Linked DNA regions of Oryctolagus cuniculus: region 1 is linked to region 2. A link is a contact called in public Hi-C data. All regions are on one chromosome and are shown on one strand. The core of a region is the stretch at or near the end of the contact, and the rest is flanking DNA. Distances in the headings are between cores, read along the strand shown.

Region 1 (4,256 bases), core at 1,471-3,970, 230 kb before region 2:
ACTCTGGCAGATACAAGCTTGAAAAGTCAGCAAGGACCAAGAGGATCCCAAAAACATCCCAGCAAATGGGGCCCTCAGATACTGTAGGGAGGACAGCAGACCCTGTGGAGCTGCCTCTGGGAGAGACCAACCACCTGACCTACACCCCAACCCTGGTTTGCCCAGGGCCTTGCTTACACGGTAAGGGTTCTATGTACAGTCTTGTTTGTCCTTTCCCTCCTCAGAAACAGTTTGAGTAACCAATCAAATGAGAAAAGGCAGGTGGTTCAGAAAAACATGAGAGCCCAAAAAGAAAATATCCAGGATCAAGGCTTTGCTCTGAGCTGGGCCACGGAGCTGGTAACTGGGAGCGGACTCCTGCCCAGGGGGCTCTGCTCACCCCCTCACTTCTGCTTTCCTTCCTGGTCCAGTGACCCAGAGGAAAGGTCAAAGGTGCCTGCCTCTCACCTTCTACGCCCCTCTCTATCCTGCCCCCTACCAAGCTGGAACTGTCGCCCCTTTCCCAGTCCCCCACTGCCACAGCTGAGGCTTCAGAGGAGCCCAAGTGTGCCTTTTTGAGTGAATTAGGAAACTCTGCTTTAAAAATAGCAAGAACAGCACTTGCACATTCCCTAAAATTTGAACAAAAGATGTGTGGGTGAACACAGAATTCATATTCTAGGAGTCAGGAGTCTTCATTTTGTCACAGAGGTCGTTATTAACCAGGCTTCGAGGACTCAGAGTTTAAAGAATCATAACCAACTACACTCAAATCATACCACTTTAGCTTGCTTTCTTTTATCTATTTATCACAAAAACTAGCTTATAACTATTTCATGGCTTAAGGATAAGTTATTATTTTATATGGACAGACAGATTGATAGGCAATGCATTTAAGAGACAGATGAATATTTTTGGTCTTTTATACTTGGCTTGTGGCCTAAGTCCACCAGTCATGATTCCTGGCTCCATCTGAATTTTATCAACTAGTAAAGAGGCTATAATTTAAAAGTAAAATGAACAGATGTCCATTTGTTCAACGCTCCATGGAATGGATGTGGAGACACACTGCCATTCCCCTCACCAGCTCCCGTGCACAGCTCATTGGAAGCCCTAACAGACAACTGAGACTTTGGCACCTGTAGTTGAAGTGCATTATGGCCTGCAGAGCATTTCCTCCGCCAGTGGAGATGTCTCCTTCAAATCCTGGCAGAAGTGGTATCACAACATACACCCGGTACCTCCGGTTCTCCCTGCAAAAGTCAGACGCAAAGACATTCACCACAAATAGATCCAATATCAGCTGAAAAAATGACAGTCGAGCAGCTCACAAGGTTTTAGAGATTGAGTGAGTGGTTTCCCATGATATATTCTATCACGTTTCAGGGCTTGGGGGTGTTGCCGAATTGGAGGCCAGACTGTGTCACCCAGACTGTCAAAGCACAACCTGATCACTCATCTGAACTTGGCAGGAAGGTGGGAACGGTACTCACTATCTCTACAGCATAATCCTTTGTTTGAAAAAAGCCTTGCCTGGATGCCATGGAAGTGGGGAGGGAAAATGGATTATAACAAAGTTAGGAAAAGATGTTATAGTATTAGTTATGTGTATAACACGCTATAACCACAGTACCTCACTTAAAAGGTAACAAATAGGCACTGAGTTCACAACTGATGGGTAACACAGTCTAGATCTCAGAGACACAAAGATACAGTGGACAGTGCGCTTTCCAATATAGACGTCTAATATTATTGCTTAGAAACTGTGAGATCTCCTTCAAAATGTTACCCTGGGTCTTTTATGAATTCCGGGTGACTGATATTTATTTTTAAATCTCCTGAGCATTTAACACAGTATTTCTCTGCCAACCTTCCCAACTGGTTAATGACAACCTTCTAAGGAAAAGGAATTTTACTTAATGATATTACCACAAAAATAAAGAAAGCATAGTTTCCAATATTGACTGCACACCTAAAGTCAGACCTTTGGAGACATGTGTCTAAATAGGCGGTACTTATTTGGAATGAAAACTGCTAAAGTCTTTGTCTCCATTTACACAATATACAGGATATACAGGAAGAAGACAAAGCCTGGGAATGACGGTGGTATCTACTGCAGTCAACCAGTCTCACTAGTAAATCAGAGGTCGAGAGTCACACGAAGATATTGCTACTGGTTACTCATCCAGTCTGGTTCTTCTTGAAATTTTCATAAGACTTAATTTCGAAAACTCATTTTTTCTTTCATGTGATTATCATTAGTACTCTCTGAGGGATCAGATTTCATTACTCATGTCTCTGAACGTCAACGTACAGAATCCAGACATATGGCAAGCGAAGCTCAGGGCAGAAGGGACTGCCAACAGAATGGAATTTGAAGGCCTGTGAGCTTGGCTCGGCACTGAGAAGCAAAGCCTAAGTAGGTTGTTGTAATGGCACGGATTAATCACTAGATGGCAAACACAGTTTGAGTTGGAAAGAAAACAAAAAAAATGTAAACTTGTTCAAGTTCTCTGCTTGATAAGGGTGGAAGGCTCATATCCCTAAATGGTAAACAGGCTGTTGGAAACGAATGGAAAGAATATCTAAGCTACTCCCCCACAGCCAGAATTCAGAAGGTCTAATGAATTATATCACACACTCAACAACGGACGCCATTTAGCTTCAACTGCCTCTACAGACTCTTCTTCCACTAGGATCCTCCGGAGCCCCTTCCCCGTGACTGGAGGCGACTGCCCTTAGCAAGGAAGCTCGGCTCATCCGTTCTCAGCCTCTAAGGAATCCTACTTCTTCCTGAAAGGGGACTTCCTCTGTCAAACCATCCCGGATCTTCCTATCAAAATCAGGTTACTGCTGCCTGTGCACCCCCAAGGCCCATGGCTGCACCTCTGCTCAGCCCCCTTCCTGCTTTCCTCAATTGCTGACACACACAGCTGCTGCCTAGGCTGGGTACAAAGCTCCTTTGAAACACGGGCCACATAGGCTGTGTGCAAAGCTCCTTTGAAACATGGGCCGCATGCCTACATATCTTTCTATTTTTGGCAGTGCCTAATATGGGACCCTTGCACACAGGACGCACTCAGTGTTAGGTGCTCAGGGAGAACGGGATCCGGCAGGAAGAATGCTCCCTTCTGGGGAAGCCTCTGGAGGGAAGAGGTTAAGCTGCACAAGACTCTTTGCTTTAAATTCAATTTTGTTGATTCTTTCAGTGGTGAAATAAATGTATATAAAATTAGTATTTTCATAGCTTTTAAGTGTACCTTTATGTGGCATTAATTATACTCACAATGTTGGGCAACCATCTCAACTATATTTCTTAAATTTTTTCTTCATCCCAACCAGAAACTCCAGGACTACCAAGTGATAATGACCCTATTTCCCCTCACAGCAGGCACTGGTAACCTCTAGTCTACTTCCTGTTCTAGACCTTGCATGTAAGCAGAATCCTACGGTATCTGTCCTTTTGTTTGTCTCTTATTTCACTTAGCACGACACCTTCAAGGTTCATCCATGTTGTAGCATGTGTTAGAATTCTCTTCCTTGGGCCGGCGCCGCGGCTCACTAGGCTAATCCTCCGCCTAGCGGCGCCGGCACACCGGGTTCTAGTCCCGGTCGGGGCGCCGGATTCTGTCCCGGTTGCCCCTCTTCCAGGCCAGCCCTCTGCTGTGGCCAGGGAGTGCAGTGGAGGATGGCCCAGGTGCTTGGGCCCTGCACCCCATGGGAGACCAGGAAAAGCACCTGGCTCCTGGCTCCTGCCATCGGATCAGCGCGGTGCGCCGGCCACAGCGCGCCGGCCGCGGCGGCCATTGGAGGGTGAACCAACGGCAAAAGGAAGACCTTTCTCTCTGTCTCTCTCTCTCACTGTCCACTCTGCCTGTCAAAAAAATAAAAAAAAAATAAAAAAAAATAAAAAAAAAAAGAATTCTCTTCCTTATCATGGTTTATAGACATTCCATGGTAGGTATATATCACATTCCCTCTTGGGTGGGCACTTGGGTTGTTCCCACCTTCTGGCAACTGTGAATAATACTGTCATCCGCTGTCTGTCTGAGTCCCTGGTTTCAGTTATTCTACTCAGGACTGGGATTGCTGTGTCACATGGTCATTCTAGGTTTAGCATTTGGAGGAACCACCAAATCAACTACACGTTCTGACAGGTAACATACACCCTTAGTACAAAGTTTAAGAGGCAAAAGACGCTAACTCAGAGAGTGGTAAAAGACCCTCCTTCACTCCGCTGTTCCCAGGCCCTGTTCTCCATCCCCAAGGCCAAGCCC
Region 2 (4,683 bases), core at 21-2,520:
AATCTGAAAGCAGATTTGTGCTGGGGAGAGAGCTAGGAAGAACACTTTGCAAGAAAGTCAGACTGCGGCCAAGTGCTTAGTTCTTTCAGCCAGAGGCCAAAACTATAAAAATTAGAAGAACCCCTTTCATTAGGACAAGATTGAAGGGTTTATGTTATGGGTCCAGCAGCCAATTCTGCACAAACTGTTTTTTCCCTTGTACTTGAAGCTCTGTAATAAGATTAAGATGCTTCCACACCGGGTTTGGCTCACTCACTTGTCTTCCTGCAAAAAAAAACAAAAAAAAAACAAAAAAAAACAAAAAAACACAGCACTGTTGCTAGTATCATTGGCTCATTATTGCTCCTTTAAATAGTTACTGGCAAATAACCAAAACTAAAAAAAAAAAAGAAAAACATGTTTTGCAACAATACCCCAGACACTATTTTGTTACATATATTCCAAAAGAAAGATTGTGAACTACAGCTTAGATGATCATAGGGCATGTAACTTCATGCTTAGCTTCTACCAAATTTATCCAACTTTAAGGAAACACACTTAAGAACTGAAATGTTTAACCTTTAAAACTTAAGGGTGAATGGAAATTTGTCCTCTTTCTCAATGATTTCTTGAAGGATGACCTCTTTCTCCCTATGGTATTACCACTCAAACTCTGAACAACGGAACTAATCTAAGTAATGACTCATCTGTCACGAGATGTGGTTAAAGCATTTCCGTCCCCTGTTAACTTGGGGAAAGAAAGATTCTAGAAGGTTTTCCTTTCTCCCGTCCAGTATATGTGGGACTATTAAACCCCAAATAGAACAGTGTTCAACTTTTTTCCCCATATTTTGTTTTTCTATAAACAAACTTTATCTGTGGCCTTGTAGCAGACAATCAGTTCCAGGAAACACACAGCTAACAGTATCATTCCCTCTTGTTTTGCACATCATATAAAAACAAAGTTTAAGTAAATATTTGAATTAGAACAATTTGAAACATTTAACTTTGGAGTAGCCTTTCCCTAGCATGTATTGATCACTTTGCTCCAGGGTTTTGTGTCAGTGCACTCCTAGCTGACCATTTAAATGAAGCCAGTTCTCAGCAGTATACAATACACTAGCCGAGCAGGGTGGCAGAAAGTCAGCATTTGCAGAATGGAGCTCAGATTGAGGTTCAGCTCCTGTCCGCTCAAAGCTGGTCTATAAATAGCAGTATAGCAACACCTAGTGCTAAGTGCAGACATAGCAGAAGCATTGGTCACAGCAGGCTTGTTACATTGTAGGAAACACTGCCATTGGATGGCTCTTTCTCATGGCCTTTTAACCATGGAGTCACCCCCTGCATGGCCGACTCAGACTAGCTGATCTGTAAGGTCTTTTCTGGCTCGCTCTCTCTGCGATTCTCCAGTTGGGTTACTACTATGGACTTTTCATCGTTCTCCCACATTCCTTTCAGTGAACTTGTCCTTTAGATAAAGGGGACTTGCCTAGGCCTCGGCTTTATCTGTTGTGTCAATGATCTTTGTATGGATTTTAAGGAAGAAATGAAAGGGCTCAAGTACAGGGACAATGTAATGCACAAGTCCCACAGATGTCCTTTTAGCCTCTCCTGCCTCCCAAAAAAACAGTAAGATAAAAATGAGGACAGGATATCTGAGTTGTAGAAAAAAGTGTGAGCTTTTGTGTACAAAAAATGATACCAGCTATCTGCCATCAGGAGGTGATGTCTGTAGTATGTTACCGGAATCCTTGTGTCATAAGGAGCTACTTAGTTCACCGGTTTTCTTCTGTCAGACAAGATCAGGGTATCATCTGTATAAAAATGCAATAGGAGGATGAGTTTGCATAGCCAAATTCCAAGCAAAAATTTTAATATATTTATTATTTCCTTTTTATTTATTTATTTATTTACAGAATAGAGGAAGCACATATTATGTACAGAAAGCTGTAAGGCAAAGTAGATAAAACCTTTGAAAGCATAGATATGCACAAAACTACAGGTCAAGTGAAGATGCGTTAAATTAGACAAATCATCATGAACATAAAAAGCTACAAGTCAGCTCACCGATGGATTACAAAGGTACATGTAGTGGCAAGCATTTTGCCTAGTGGTGAAGATGCTGGTTAATAACCCACGTCCCACCCTGGAGGGCCTGGGTTCAATACCCATCATTGGATCCTGACTCCAGCTTCCTGCCAACACAGACCCTTAGAGGCAGCAAAAGATGGGATGTGATTGGGTTCCTGTCACCCATGGGGAAAACTGGGATTCCTGCTCCTGGCTTCAATCTGGCCCAGCCTCAGCCTTGTGGGTATTTGGGGAGTGAATCAGCAGACAGGAGAGTGCTCTTGTGCACTCGCTGTCAAGTCAATCAATAATAAAGCAGGCCCTTCCTTTAAAAAAAAAAAAAAAGTGAACATCAGAGCTCTACCACCCTCCTCCCCAGAGTAGGAAGTTCTGGCTGGACTCCCAGGGAATTTGTTTGTAACCTTGTGTCTTCCTCTATTTAACACAGTCATGTGGCAGTGTGTCATGTGCCAGTATACACCGCCAGGATAAGCCTAGCCACGTGTCTCTTCAGTACACATCTCTCCTGCAAGGCAGAGAGCTCCGATGGAAAGCCCCGACACACTGCCCAACACTAGGTGGGGTACATCTCTCTGAACCAGTGTCTAACTGCTCAGGAAAAAAATGTCCATTCTCTGTTTTCCAAAAAATCTGGTTCATTCTCTCCCTGCATTACTGTGCAAAGAGTCCCTCCTTTCAGCCTTTCTCTCTCTCTCTCTCTCTCTCTCTCTCTCTCTCTCTCTCTCTCCATTCCTTTGCCTTGCTTTATTGTTCATCATGGCCTCAATACCACCTGACTGACTTGATTCTTCATGAATCTTGGTTTGTTTACTGTGTGTGTTCCCAGTTAGGGTGAAAATTCTATAAAGGCAAGGACTTTGTTTTGTTCACAGCTGCATCCCAAAGCCAGGAACAATGCCTGGCCTGTAGGTGATGCTTAGGCAATGTGGAAAGATGGATGGTTTGATGAACAACAAACCAACCAATGAGTGAGTTCAATTTGTGAATGCATTCATGAGGTCACTGCTCATCCTGACCCTTAAATCGCACAGACTGTTTTACTGTGAAAGCCAGTGCCTCAGGCTTTCCCTTAGAAACATGGAGTACCTTGGTACCTTGAACCCCTCCAGCCCTCTGCTCCATGAAAACTCACAGCAGCACCTTAGGAAGATCTTCCAGGTTGCCTCTCTGAGTGGTTACAGTAACCACACCAGCTTTTTGTGCCCTTCCAAGAAGGCAGGAAAGAAGAGTCAGCTTTATGCTTCTTCATTCCTTGGCCATCCTAGCATCTGCTTTGTTTGTGAGCAAGTTTTAATTAGTTTATGATACAAACAGGAGCTGGGCTGGGGTCACCAATTGCTTGCTCCCAGGCTGCTAATGATGGAGCTGGTAGATGCTTGTTTCCAGTTAACGCCTTTTTTTGTGTGTTCCATGGGGATTACAGAAAGGTCTCCTTAAGCAATACTGGTGAACTCTCCAGCAAGAATTCAGTTGGCCAAATCACAGTGTGCATGACTTCTTCTGGGCTCACTGCTTGTATCAGATAGAAGGGACAAGATCCCCCCTTCAAGGGGGTCACATTCCAACAGATAAAGGCTTCTTAGTGACAGTTAATCTGGTCAGATAGGTACTTTTGTTCCTTTGGGATTATTTTAAGTTGTGGAATCTTAGAGATAGAGAACGTCTTAGAAATTATCCAGTCCAACCTTCACATTTTACTGAGAAGGACACCAAGATTATGAGGTTTTAACTCACTCAAGGTCACACAGCCCTGGTGTCCTGCTCTGCACCATGCTGTCCATCCTCCTGTACAGGACTCTTGCATGTGACAACCCTTCTAGTCCATCTCCACACCAGGGCAAGAACACATACACAAAGCACAGAAATTCTGGGATTATTTTATCAATGCATAAAAGCCAGGTTTTGGTTTTAACCCTGTCCTTTGGTCTAATTCTCTCTCTCTCTTTTTAAGATTATTTATTTATTTATTTATTTGAAAGGCAGAGTTACAGAGGGGCAGAAGCAGGGGGTTGGGGGGTGGGGTCTTCCATCCACTGGTCCACTCCCCAGTTGGCCACAATGGCCAGAGCTGCGCCAATCTGAAGTCAGGAGCCAGGAGCTTCTTCCAGGTTTCCCATTCGGGTGCAGAGGTCCAAGGACTTGGGCCTCTCTTCTGCTTTCCTAGGCCAGAGCAGAGAGCTAGATGGGAGGTGGAGCAGCTGGGACTCAAACTGGCACCCATCTGGGATGCTGGCACTGCAGGTGGTAGCCTTATCTGCTACGCCACAGTGCCAGCCCTGGTATAATTCTTTTTTTAAGACAGAAATCGCAAGAAATCCCTTTGTTTGTTGCTTCTTTTATATCCCTGGGGGTAGAATCAGCATTCTGATAACGCCTGCTTCCCAGCCTTTCAGCGTGATCCCCATTCCTCTGATGTCCTTGATTGAGTCTAGCCCTATAAGCCTGGATAGGCTTCATGGTAAAAGGTTCAGAGGTACACGGGCTTTTAAACAGACAGAGTACTCCTTATATATTGACCCAATGGAGCAAAATAAAAGTCCTAAACTGTGGAGTTGAGCATTCTCAGGTGCAGAACCAGCATCTGACAGTCACAAATTGTGTTACTTTTGGAAT

What was found. Hi-C and Micro-C count contacts between places; a contact is called where the count stands out from the background.
Region 1: a Hi-C map of psoas muscle shows a contact between it and region 2, with 4 times the contacts expected there. The contact joins two enhancer-like sites. A contact is called at or near these places in 3 of 6 Hi-C or Micro-C datasets (ear pinna, psoas muscle and an unstated tissue).

Annotation. Positions count from the first base shown.
Region 1 is chr4:108,644,850-108,649,105 of mOryCun1.1, reverse strand. It overlaps PLD1 (phospholipase D1), which reads right to left. Exons shown (of 29, transcript XR_011388052.1): 23 at 1,119-1,232. Among named protein-coding and RNA genes, the nearest start is that of TNIK, 190 kb to the left of the region's middle. Within about 2 kb of position 2,720, at least 2 of the 8 cell types and tissues checked have an H3K27ac peak or open chromatin away from gene starts, as enhancers often do.
Region 2 is chr4:108,408,863-108,413,545 of mOryCun1.1, reverse strand. No RefSeq gene overlaps it. Among named protein-coding and RNA genes, the nearest start is that of TMEM212, 8.6 kb to the right of the region's middle. Within about 2 kb of position 1,270, at least 2 of the 8 cell types and tissues checked have an H3K27ac peak or open chromatin away from gene starts, as enhancers often do.